Linked DNA regions of Zea mays: region 2 is linked to region 1. A link is a contact called in public Hi-C data. All regions are on one chromosome and are shown on one strand. Each heading gives the region's core, a stretch centred on a gene start, on an enhancer-like site or on the middle of the called end of the contact. The rest is flanking DNA. Distances are from core to core; before and after follow the strand shown. Region 1 holds the start of LOC103631821 (Intron maturase type II family protein). Region 2 has its middle 7.4 kb from the start of LOC100192462.

Evidence for each region. A called contact is a pair of places that touch in the nucleus more often than the background predicts.
Region 2: a Hi-C map of ear shows a contact between it and region 1, with 5 times the contacts expected there. The contact joins the enhancer-like site here to the promoter of LOC103631821 in region 1. A contact is called at or near these places in 6 of 25 Hi-C or Micro-C datasets (ear, leaf, root tip and 1 more) and 1 of 3 datasets of contacts at active chromatin or transcription factors (leaf).

The regions. Positions count from the first base shown.
Region 1 is chr1:18,332,875-18,339,154 of Zm-B73-REFERENCE-NAM-5.0, reverse strand. LOC103631821 (Intron maturase type II family protein) reads right to left here and starts at 2,852. Exons shown (of 1, transcript XM_008653562.3): 1 at 1-2,852. The coding sequence starts at 2,760. The coding sequence ends at 640. It overlaps LOC100284677, which reads right to left. Exons shown (of 8, transcript NM_001413062.1): 7 at 5,975-6,095; 8 at 5,199-5,656. The coding sequence ends at 5,496.
Region 2 is chr1:18,377,552-18,383,831 of Zm-B73-REFERENCE-NAM-5.0, reverse strand. No RefSeq gene overlaps it. Among protein-coding and RNA genes, the nearest start is that of LOC100192462, 7.4 kb to the left of the region's middle. Within about 2 kb of position 4,016, at least 17 of the 20 cell types and tissues checked have an H3K27ac peak or open chromatin away from gene starts, as enhancers often do. A contact at or near this core is called in ear, leaf, root tip and 1 more, where this site is marked.

The DNA of each region.
Region 1 (6,280 bases), core at 1,603-4,102:
CCCGTACACACAGAACTTGCATGATTGCAGTGTGGTACACCCCTACATCTAATATTTGAACTGATAATGAATATGAAAGCTTGGAATTTACTACTACTACTTCAGTACCTCAAAATTTTCAACAATTTGGAGGACAAGAGAAGAAAAAGTACACATTGATAGAGTAAGCATGCAAAGTAAAACGCCTGTTATTTAACAAAGCTAAACATGTGGGAATTGGCATAATGCTAAACATGTGGCATCTGGGAAGTTTCACAAGTCAGCACTTTAATACTGCCTGTATTTCTGTATTCTAGTTCTGCTAACAACTGGGAAACAGTAATGCTCCGCTGTTACGAGCAGAACACTTAAAAAGTTAGCATGGAACCCTGAATTACGACAACAAAAGAGTTTACCTTGATAATAGGTGAAATGCTTGTGTAAACATTAAAAGTTGAGTAATCCTGGCTCCTGAGTGCCTGAATAGATGATATGCTGTCCATGGATACCCGTGATTATTTTCTAAAAATAACGAGAACTGGGGCGATCTGTCAAAAGATCATGGATACCCTTGAATCACAGGAGAAACATCTTCTTGATGCCCATTGAAATAGCACATATCAATAGTTCTATAAACAATTGGGAACATAGGACTCGGAACTATGTATCCAATAGAAGTTGCTTGTTCCCATTGATAATTTCATCATTTCTCAATTCCTTGGCGCCAACTAAGGATCTTTTGTCATCATAAACACCGTGGACTTTATAATACCACACCATCTTTGATACATCATCCTGCGGTGAACTTATTTCCTGACGTTTGATAGTCTTGTGAAGTTCACAAAAGAACTTTGGATCTTGCAGCTTAATATACTCAAGCAATATAAGTTCATGGTGTGGCACCCAGTTCCTAGGGAAAGGTGTGTAGTCGCACGTTGGAATCGATGACATGCGCGCAAATTGTACACCTTCAATAACATCAACTAGCCCCATCCTCAAAAGATCAGAGTATTCTGGTGCATCATTCCTTGTGCTTTCTCTCAAAGGACGGCTAAGATCCCGTGAAGCAATCTTGTAGACCTTAGCTCGAGACTTCAGTCTATACCTTGCCGCGTAGAGCTTTGCTAGTGAGCTCCTTATGACATAAGCACAGAACCCTACAATCTTCTTCCGGTTATCTGCATACCTGTACCAATCAGCCATTGTCTCAAGAAACTTGTTCATCTGGGAATTAGTGTGCGCCTGCCCAGAGTACAGCATCGGTGAGCACGGCAATGGCTCAGGATCCCTGTCCCCCTTTACAAGCTCAAGCTTCCTGAAATGCCTTATGCACCTCTGCAGGCTCGCTGTTACAGACAACAGTGTTCCGACACCCTTCTCGCTGACAATGTTCCCTCCACTGGCAGTATATCGTAAGGTTGGGTAGATGACCCTGCGCGTGATCACATGATCCAAGAATTCAATCCCCCTTGTGATATGCTCAATTTCCACCATCGAATTCTCTGGCCTTAAACCAAATGTTCTCTCACAAAACTCCATCAGTTGTCTCCTTATGTCAACTGCATCCTCCCTCGGCCCCCTGATCCCAATTAAGACATGGGAACCAAATCGAAGGAAATCCATTTTTCTTGTCTTCTCCTTCCCAGCTGATGGGACGAACTCAGGCCAAGCGGGATTGTGGCACCCATCATCACCTACCTCCTTCCAAATTGAATCATGCTTGGATGGGCAAAAGTACTGGTTAATTTTCTCCTCCATCCACCAATCCAATTCGTTAAGGCACACATTGGCAAGCAAAGGACTGATTATCCCGCAATGTCCATAATTTGGCACGTGGCGTGCCTGCTCTGGAGCAAACCCAAAGAACATCCTCAACCAATATGGGTCAGGCTTAGGCTCATTCTCGTTAAGCACCTTCTTCTTCCTGCTCTTCCTGAGCACCTTCCTTTTCAGCCTCTTCTTGGTCAGCCCATCGAGGTCCTTCTCCATTGGCGGTACAGACCCAGGCCTGACAGGAGCGGTGAGCGCGGACTTGAGTAACGACAGCACCTTACGGTCGGAGACGGCCTTCTGGACGCATGACAGGATGGTGTCCGGCGAGAGCCCGTCGACCACCGCCGTGAGGTCGGCGGAGACGAACCAGAGGTAGGCGGCAAAGCGAGACCGAACAGAGCGGATGGCGCTGTGGGGCCCGCGGCCGGGGCGGAAGGCATGAGATTTAGGGGAGAAGCGCGGCTCGAGGACTGGTTCAAGGAGGAAGAGGAGGAGCTCCTGGACGACGCGGTCCTGGAACGGCGGCGGCGCGTCCGCGAACCGGGCTTCGAGCTTGCGGCGGGAGATGGGGACGGTGGAGGGCTTGTCGGCGGGGGAACGGAGGAGGAGGTGCGTGGATGCGCCCCAGGGGAAGGCGGGGTGGCGGCGGAGCGCGGAGGCGCGAAGGCGGAGGAGCGAATGAAGAGTGGGGAGCGGGACGGCGTGGCGTGGCGGGAAGGTGCCCGTGGCATGGGCGCAGGCACGCTGGTAGGAGAGGAGCCAAAGATCGAGGCGGGAGGCATAGCCGGAGAGGTTGGGGAAGGGGGAGGGGAGCGGGTGCGCGAACGCGCGGCGCCACAGGGATGAGAGCAGGTCGATGGGGTCGTGAACGAGGAGCGCATACGGGTCGGGAAGGGGTCCCTCGTCGATCGCTGAAGGCGGAGGAGGCGCCTGACGCGGAGCGTGGCGAGCAGCGGAGTGGTGAGGGTTGGTGGGGAGAAGGCGGCGGAGCACCGCGCGCGGCGGCATGGCGCGGGAGGTGACGTTGGGGAATTTGGACGAATTGGTGGTGGGTAGTCAGGTAGAGTGAATGGATCGCACTCGCACAGCGGCACAGCCGACCGCGGGGGTGGCGGTGGTGGGGGGTCGGTTTGTCTAGGCTAATCACAATGATCATTTCATATCACTCTTTCCAACACTGTTATATTATTAAGAGTGTCATGAAACTAAGTCTCTCAATGTAAAATTTTACTTCACTATTTTATAGACTAACATATTAATTAAATGTTGTAACTAAACAGCCAATAAAAATCAGTAAAATATATGAAGATGAAACAAATCACTTTCAATGAGTTTCACACGATTTTTAAGACCTTGTAAACGGGTTGACATGATTTTATCCCTATAAAAATCAATTTCATCAAATTAAACTTATTTATAAAAATCAATTTCATCAAATTAAACTTATTTATCTTAAATATTATTTCATGTCATATAAAATATTAATGTGGCACACTATTAAATATGCATAAAACCATCATAAAACTACTATTATGAATAGCCTTAGCTCGCTAGCGCTTGTCGTGTACATCTCCTTGATTTGTTCTGCTTACCCATTATATCTATCTTTCAAACTTTACTCTGCGAATTTATATTTCAAACTTTATTTTGTAAATAATATAATATATAGTATAATATATAGTGTAAAACAGTGTTTTAAATATCCATATGAATAATCTGGACATACGCAATACGGTGGGTTTGATTTTCTAAATATGATTCACTTGCGTTCTTTCGTAAAGAAAACACGCTTCGCGTCACGGGAACTACTACAGATGGCAACATATCGTGTGCTCAAACCGATACCGTACTCACATGCGCATATTAAATCTAGAGCGTCCATTACACATCCGATGGCAACAGCCAATTTTGCGAAATACTCCTTCCACCTCTCCCCACCTCCCTGTGCAATTTTCGCGAAAACCCCCTGGACGCTTCAGCTAGTAGGCAGCGTGATTCTTCTTCCTTTGCCTATCGAACTGGACACAGGCAACGAAGCGCCGCCCACGATCACACCATGGACACACCAACAGATGATGTCCCTGGCGCCGTCCTAGTGCAGGACGCCACCACCGGCCTGGCGTAGGTGGCTGCCTCTACCTGGGCGCAGATCGCCGCCACCACCGACCGGCTGCAGGTTAGCGTCGCCGACCAAGCGCAGGTAGCAATGCCCCTTCTCCACCTCTCTCACACTGTGGCAGGAAGACATTGTGACCTCTCATTTTGGTCGTTCATGACTAGGGAGGCCAAGTTTCGAAGGAGATGAACAATTTGGCAGCTCGTCGCCTCTCATTTGATGTTTGGTTAGATGAACCACATGTTACATCAGTTGATTCATCTTCTCACAGTTTAAGTACACCAACAAAGACTTCATATATTCCCCCAATGGTTAGCTGAGAACACTTTTGTTCATTATTTTGGCATGCACAATAATACTATATAGTTATGACAATAACCAACCCTCGTCTTACATTGCAGTATTCGTATTTCAAACCTATATGTGCGGATGAAACGAAGCCTGTTGTTGGGATGTCATTTGATTCTACGGATGATGTGGAAGAGTTCTACAAAGCATATGCGAGAGAAGGCGGATTTTCAGTTCGGGTTGGTTCCCAAAATTTGTCTCTTAATGGTCAAATTGTGAACAAGCGGTATTTGTGTTCAAGAAATGGTTTCAAGAGGAAGAACACAACAGATGTACCCACTAAGAAACAGAAGAACATTGCCGAGTCAAGATGCGGATGTGATGCACATATTTATGTTAAGCTGGGTACAGATAAGAAGTATTATATCTCTTCAATGGTTGAGCAGCATAATCACACACTTGTCTCACCTGATAAAACTCATCTTCTCCGATCAAACCGTTCAGTTATTCAGAATCTGCTCTTTTACCATTATTCAGACTGTTCAGGATGTTCAGGATTTTCAGGCTGTTCAGCATTGTCCCCTGTTCAGGATATATGCACAGGATTGTGAATCACGATTGCCTTCATATATATGTTCAGGATGTTTAGGCATGTTCAGGTATTTTGTAAATATGAGCACAATGCTATTTTCAGCAGTAATAAGGCACAGATCCTTGAATATTTATGGGGGCATCCATTTGCAACTCTGGACGGTGGCGGCGAGCTGCTCCTGGCCCATTTGCGCCTGAACCAAACGGTGGAGGGAGCTAGATGTAAAACTTTCCACGCCAGCCAAGGATGGTGGGAGGAGTTCTCTGCAAAATTACCGGCTGTCGTTGGATGGGAGATAGATGGCCGAGATTTAATATGCGCATATGAGTACGGTACCGGTTTGAGCGAGCACACGATACGTTGCCACTACAGATGGGTTGGATTTGGATGGAGTCTGATTTGTTTCAGTGTGACGTTTGATTTGTTTCAGTGTGCTCCGGTCAAAACACTGAACGGATGTGTACACAAACGTACAAAAGCTTTATTATCATCGAATTGAACAAAATAGGCAAAGTGTTTAGTTACCACAAATGAATCCCAACTTGGACACTAGATACGTAAACACCACTACACCAGGACAGAGTACATAAGACGTTTTTGCAAGACATAAAACTATACATGCAATATCCGCTGATGTTCGGCAAATCCCTACAAGAGGCTGCACTCGTAAAACAGGGCCAAGCATAGTGTAGAACAAGAACAGGCGAGCAGAAATACAACAAAGTTGCCATGACGCCTGGCCGGATGTCAGCGGAGTGATGTCTGGCCGGCGAGATGGAGCAACGCCTGCTTGTGGTAAGCCGTGCGGAGCTTCTTGTACTTCTGCACAAAGGTTGGAAGGTCGATGTCCTTCTCCAGGAACTTCTGGTGCAGCTCCTCGGACTCCTCATCCAACTTTGCCATTGATGCTGAGGAAACAACAATATGTTTAGTTTGTGTGACAAACACCTTACAAATTCAAATACTTGGAATTACATATTACTTTTTGTTGTTGTTGTTTTGAACCGGTATTGAAAAAGTTCGAAAGGCTAGCATGATCATTATGCCTGAACATTGACATGTAATGTACATTGTATCCGATTCTGAATCAGAAAATAACCAAACTCAAATACAAGTATGCAACTGGTAAGAAAGAAACACAGGAACTTCACAGGAAAAATGCAGGAAGAATGGAAATTTTAGCGTTCCAAACAGGCCGTCAAGATGTTATTGTTCAGAATATTTACTTTGGAGCTTGTTGAGCAGTGCGGCAGGGGAATAGGACCTCATAATATCATCCTTTTGCCTCTCCAAATCAGTTAGGCGGTCTTGAGCAGCAGCCAGTTCCGTGGTTCTAATTATTGTGCACTGCACAAAATTATAAATGCAAATGAAATTTCAGCAAAGAAATAAAACGCCAAAAACATAAGAACAAAATCAGAAGAAAGCTTTGCAGTAACAGTATTACAAGGTTGTCATTTCATGGTATTATATATTTTATAAATTATGCATGATCATTTGGTTTAATAATGAATAACAGAACCACAATGTTT
Region 2 (6,280 bases), core at 2,767-5,266, 44 kb before region 1:
TATTCTATTTATCAATGAATGTAATATTTTATCTTTTTCGAGACCTTCGTTCCTCAGTTCAATTACTTCGGAACGAAGGTTGCTCAGGGCTATAGCGCACCCTTCGTCTTCAGCATCTTTTTGGGCCCTGAGGGCATTGCTAAGTATAAGGCCCTGCAAAGAAAAATGTGTGTGCGTCAATAGATTTAAGCAAACGAAAAATTTTGATCTCAACAAAAAATACAAAGATCTCATTTTTTGCACCTTTAAGCTATTGTATGCCAGGCTGTCGGCCAGTTCGTTTTTCGACAGCACCGAGAGCCCGTCTTCTAGTGTTGGGAATCCGAAGCTCTTGCCCATCTCCCGACAGACAGAAATCTCCTTGCTGTCAGGGAGACAATACAAAAAGTCTTCTTCTCCACTGTCGTTGAATATTAACGCCCCCTTTGGATACTTCAGTTTTTGGGCGTAAAGCTGGGCCTCTTGCTTCTCTTTTTCTGATAATTTTTTCCCCGAAGCATGACGAACAATATAATCAAGAACTTTGGGCGATGCTTCGGGGGCAACAGCACTGATTTCTTCAACAAGAATTGGCTCCGTCATTTTTTCTTCCTCGGTTTCCAAGGATTTTACCTTCGTAGGCTCTGAGGGCCCAGCTTCAGCTTCGGTTTCTTGCTCCGGAGCCTTAGTATCAGAAATTTCTGTTTTCGCTTCAGAAGTTGCAACAGTCTTCTTCGGAGTTGTGCTTGAGGACTTAATTGTTTCCAGAACATCTAACACATTGACCATTCTCTTTCTTTTCGGAGTCACCACTGGCCCCTTTTGATTTTTTATTGTCTCAACATTTGCTGAAGGACTTAAAACTTCTGATATTTTTGATCCCTCGGTTGATCCTTTTACTTCTTCCATTTTTTCTATCGATGGCGCTTCGGCCATCTCTTTGGTTTCTGGTAACAAAATCTTTGGTTCTTCCAATTCTATTCTTGTTGGCGCTTCGGCCATTTCTGCGACTTCTGGCATCAAGGTTGGCTTGGTTGGCTTTTCAGCTTCGGTGGCCGAAGAGGTCTCTCCGGTGAACTCAGGCACCGAGGCTGGTTCAATATAGCGTGGCCGATGTGTGAGGACCTTTATCCTTTTTCTTTTCGGTGCTGGCTCACTAGGAGCAGTTGCAGCTTCTTCTTTCGCAGAGGTTGTGCTTTTTCTTTTCTGCCCTCGAATGGGATAACGATAGTCAGGGTAGACGAACCCGATTGCGTCAAACACCCGGTTCAGTCTTTTCTTTTTCCGGCCTCCGAAGGCTGCTGACAATGCAGTATCTTCGGCCTTCGAGTAAGCCCCAAGCAGTTCATCACTTAAATTTTCAATGCTTTTTAGCCAGTCATCATCTGGCTCAACGAATTTATCTCCGAACTTGAAAGTATACTTCAGCCTGATAAGTCCACCTTCGTCAGCCTCCTTTATGGTTTCTTGCGGCATTTCCCATTTTTCCGCGAGCGGCCATACTCTGAAGGCAATATGCTCTTGTACCAAATCTCTCGTTCCAATAAAAGAGCAAATAACACCGAAGGCTCTCTGGCATTCTTCGGCAGCTTCATTCATTTCAACCTTCGGCCTCCGCAGGCCGAAGCTTTGCCAAATAGGGCGCATAATTATACCTTTGATATCTTCCCGTACTTTCAGGTCATTCTTCACATAAAACCATTCTGTCATCCAGTCGCCGGGCCATCTCTTCCAAAAGGTTGGCACGGGACAGCTTGACCCAGACCGAGAAACGAAACTGTAGCAGCCAAAATTATTGTGATACTGTTCCTTACCCCAAGGTTTTATCTCGTATGATAATTCGTGTATATTGCAGAAACTTTTCGCATCAGGTTCCAGACCTTGGCTTCTCACGGCCCACACGAAGATATTCAGCCTTATGATTGCTTCGGGGGTAAGTTGGTGAAGATAGACTTCGAATATTTTCAGCACCTCTACGACAAAGTTACTCAGGGGAAATCTAAGTCCAGCTTTCAAAAAGCTTCGGTACACTACGACTTCATTTTCTTCAGGGTTCAGACAAGTCTTTTCTCCTTCGTCGGCCCTCACAACGAACAAGTCCCGGAAATACCTTCCTCTCATGTTGACAAGATGATTTTCTTTGATACTTGATTTGCCGAAAACCGCATGGCTTGGTCGCCAAGGGCGATCTTCGGAGTCTTCACCACCACTATCCACATCATAACTGTCGCTGTCATCAGTATCTTCAGACAAACCTTCTAAAATCTCTTTGGTGATTTTTTCTGTATTGGTCTTCGACATTGCTATAAGAAACCCCAGATTCTTCTCTTCAGAGAGACTCAGCTTCATCTCGGCAGCATCCTTCTTATCTTCAGACATCTTCGGAAACACTAAAAAACTGTTTTCAATGCCGAAGCTTCAAAACTTAAAAAGCTAAGCAAATCTTGGTGCGCAAGAGCTAAAAATTGAGTGAGCGAGAGCAGATGGCAAGAGAGCGTGCCAAATGAGCTTGCGGTATGATCTTATTTATACGCCCAGTGCGTTGAAAATTGAAAGACCCCGCCTGTCAGTGAATGTTGCTATTCTAGCAAAAGGAAGGTGTTTTTTCGAACCTTCGGCTTAAAGCCTTCGTCCATGTCGCAATCTAAATTTATTATTTTAACAAATTAATATTGCGAGGGGCTACTGTTGGGGGCCTTCGGCTTACGAAGGTCCTCAAAAACAGGATTTAATAGTATTTCTGGAGTATAATATGTGAACAGGTATCTTCGGACTCGAGTCGGTATCACAGTAGGAGAAGCCCAAAATAATACGAAGGTTGATAGAGCGCCGAAGATGTGAGCGGGAAAGCTTCGGCGTGGTAGCAGAAAATGAAACCGACTTAAAGATGAAAAGGCTATTCAGACCTCGGTGGATTACTGTAGAATTATTACCAAATGTAAAGGGCATGAATGTAATTTTGTATGGGCTGTGTCCCGTGCCTATAAATAGGTGAACAGTACCCCCGTACTGTTCACGCTAATTTGGCATTTACTTTTGCGTTACACCTGTACTTTCATCTCTTTCCAAGCTGAAGGTACATTTGTAATTCGATGTAATTTCTGTTTCTCCATAATAATAATGCAAAAATAAGTTGATAATAATATATAATTGCCTATGTTATCCTTCATATTCTTTATGATTCATTCTTCGTCATCGTATGCTGTGTTTATGAAGGTACGTCCTTCATAACCTTCGTCCGAAAACCATTATATCCTAAGGGAAATAATGCTTTGAAGGACAAAGGACTTTACTGATTAACATTTTCTGTGTTGCCTTGTTCTTAACTCATAGCATTTGAGAATAAGTCCCCAACAGAGGGGTTTGGACGGCCATCTGGATATATTGGTTTGTTAGAATTTCTGGAAAGAAAACACAACAACCAAATTCTCCGTCGCCCTGCCCCCAGAAGAAGCAGAGTACACTTTTGAGCTGCTTTCAAGAACCTCACGCCGCTGTTTTGGTGAGGACTCACTGAAGAGAGTATTTTTCCTGGAATCTTGGGTTATTTTTTCTTACCAGGATGCCAGCTGGTCTCTATCCCGTCCCGCATTTGTTTTTGTTTTTACTTCTTTGTAATGTGGTCGTTCTCAAGAATAGTTCCTTCGTTTGAATAAAAAACTTGCTTCGCTGCAGGTTCTCAAATAACCATGCATAGTACGTACTAGTAGTTCCATGGAGTTTTGGTTCTGAAAATTTCCAAGGACGATGGGTCAGAGTTTAGTTTACTTTAGTTTTTATTAATTACTGTATGTCGTCGTGAGTAGATGCCCGTGTGGGCGAATGGCAGATGGACATGTCAATATAATCTCAAAAGCACGGTGAGCTGAACTGGAATGCAAAGACTGCTGCATGCATGCATGTATTCCTGACGAGACGAGACAGCTTCTTCACGGGTCAACAAAGGACAAACATCGTCGCACGCATCTTGTCGACTGGCCATCGCCATTCGCCAGCAGGCAAGGCATGCATACGTTCATGCATGCAGCCAAGAAGCCAGCAGCCAAGCATCTGTGTGGGCAGCGCGGCGCGTGCTAGCTACTGCTGTGGTTACCCTGACCTGACGACCACATCATCGTCCATTCTGGTCCGCCGGATCGTTACGTTGGCGTGCTGGTGTCGAGTCGAATTGGTGGCACACCGCACGTGATTCCACCAAACAAGGACCACGCATAGACGAGGCGATCGGTCCATGCATGATATGGATCGGTACAGGAGGTAAGATACAAAAGATGGAGATGGTGGTACTCCCCACCGAGAACGGGCGGATCTCAGCTTCAACGCCCATCTACGTCTATAAATGATGTCCAAATGTCAAATGTGCCACCCGTACGGATCCGATATGAACCCGTTTCAGTCCGGTACGAATAGTGTCGGACTAGGCACGATCCGTTAAAGTTCTGGGCTAGGTCGTGCTGGCCCACGTGCCTAGTAACATACCCAAGCACGGCACGTCCAGGGATAAATTGTGCACACCCAGTACCAGAAGTAGATCAAGCAGTAAGCATTTGCTTACAATGTTTGCAACAAGTAGCATACCTGACTTCCTTACCGTTCGCAATTTTAGTCAATTCATCAAAGTCATTCCAGCATTTGAACATTTTCTTCGAGTTCGAGTTGCTACCACCAGCATCAAGATCAGGGACGGACTCTGGCGGGCTCGTGGAGCCTATGCTAATCCTTATTCCAGAGCCGGCGACAGTATCGATATCAATAGGATCTCCATGGGTCTCACCGAAACCAAGAAGAACCTAGCATCCTCCGCCTCATTGTGGTCCTCGAGCCGGCGCCCCTCCTCCTCTGCAGCCGCGTCAAGGTCCATGACCTTGATTGCGACCACGAGCCTGACGGCTACAACGGGCAGTCGCCTCCGGTTACCTCCAGACTATAGGTGTACATTTGGGTCGGGCCTGATGGGCCGGCCCGAAGCACGGAAAAAAAAGCACGACCCAGGCACGGCACGGCCCGAAATAATTTAGTGCCGGGCCGGCACGGCCCGTTATATTGGGCCGGGTTTGGGCTGAGGTCACGGCCCATGGGCGGGCACGAGCACGGCCCGTTTAAGGCAGGCACGAAAAGGCCCATATAGAGGCACGAAAAGGCCCATATATTTATTAAAACCACACTTCATTCCACACTTTAATATACTTGATAAAAACACAAAGCTAGAGATAATACTAGTTAGATGTTTTTTTGTATCTTTGAATTAGAGTGTGTGATGTAATTTTACTTTTGTTATGAACATTAGACAATAAACTGAACTTACGAACTTTGTATAGAGCTGATTATACTCTTTTTCCTTCTAACAAAATGATTTATAAACGAGGTAGTCATTGCATAGCTGTGGTAACTTTAATACAAATATTAAGTTTGATTTTGTTCAAATTTATTTGTCTTATTATTTTTTTTGAATTTAGGGCTCTAATGTGAATTTTGGGCCAAAAACTGAATTTCGGGCCCTAATGTGAATTTTGGGCCAAAAATTGAATTTCGGGTTTTTATAATTTCGGGCCGCCCAAAATGAACCCGGCACGTTTAAGCAATTACGGACCGGGCCGTGGGCCGAGGGCTAGGCCCATGGGCCGGCCCGGCACGACACGAAATTCAAACGGGCCGGGTCGGCCCGAAATTCAAACAATACGGGCCTTTTCGGGCTTGGGCCGGGCCGGGCCGGGCGGCCCGAATGTACACCTATACTCCAGACGATTACAAGAATTAAACATACATCTAACTGCTCCATACGATTACATGAATTAAAGGGCGAGATATTAAACACACCTTTTCAAGCCGGAGCACCAGAGACGACGGAACGGAGTCGAGGAGCAGCCGAGCAGATAATGGGAGCACCAGACCAGACCAGAGACAGTTGGACAACCGGACAAGTTAGGAGGACGAGAATGGGAGGAGGATGAAAATAGAAAAAAAAAATATATGTCCAAGCATGGCACCAGTGACTAGACCAGGCGACCAGCAAGCAAACCGGATCCCCGATAGGTGGAGATCGAAGACAGCGAAGAAGGCAAGCATGCGTACAAGCTGTCAAGCTACAACTCGTTCTGGCGATCCGAGGAGCACTAGCGATGAACGAACATCACCAGTCACTAGATCCAAATGGGATTAGGATTAGGGTTAGGCACAGGGAGACGGAGGGAGGGACGAGAGGGAGGAAACCCAAACTCTGCAATCAGGCTGGGAGAACCAGAGACGTCGACGATGGCGAGTCGTCGTCCGAGATCGATCTCGAGTTGTCGTCGACGACAGG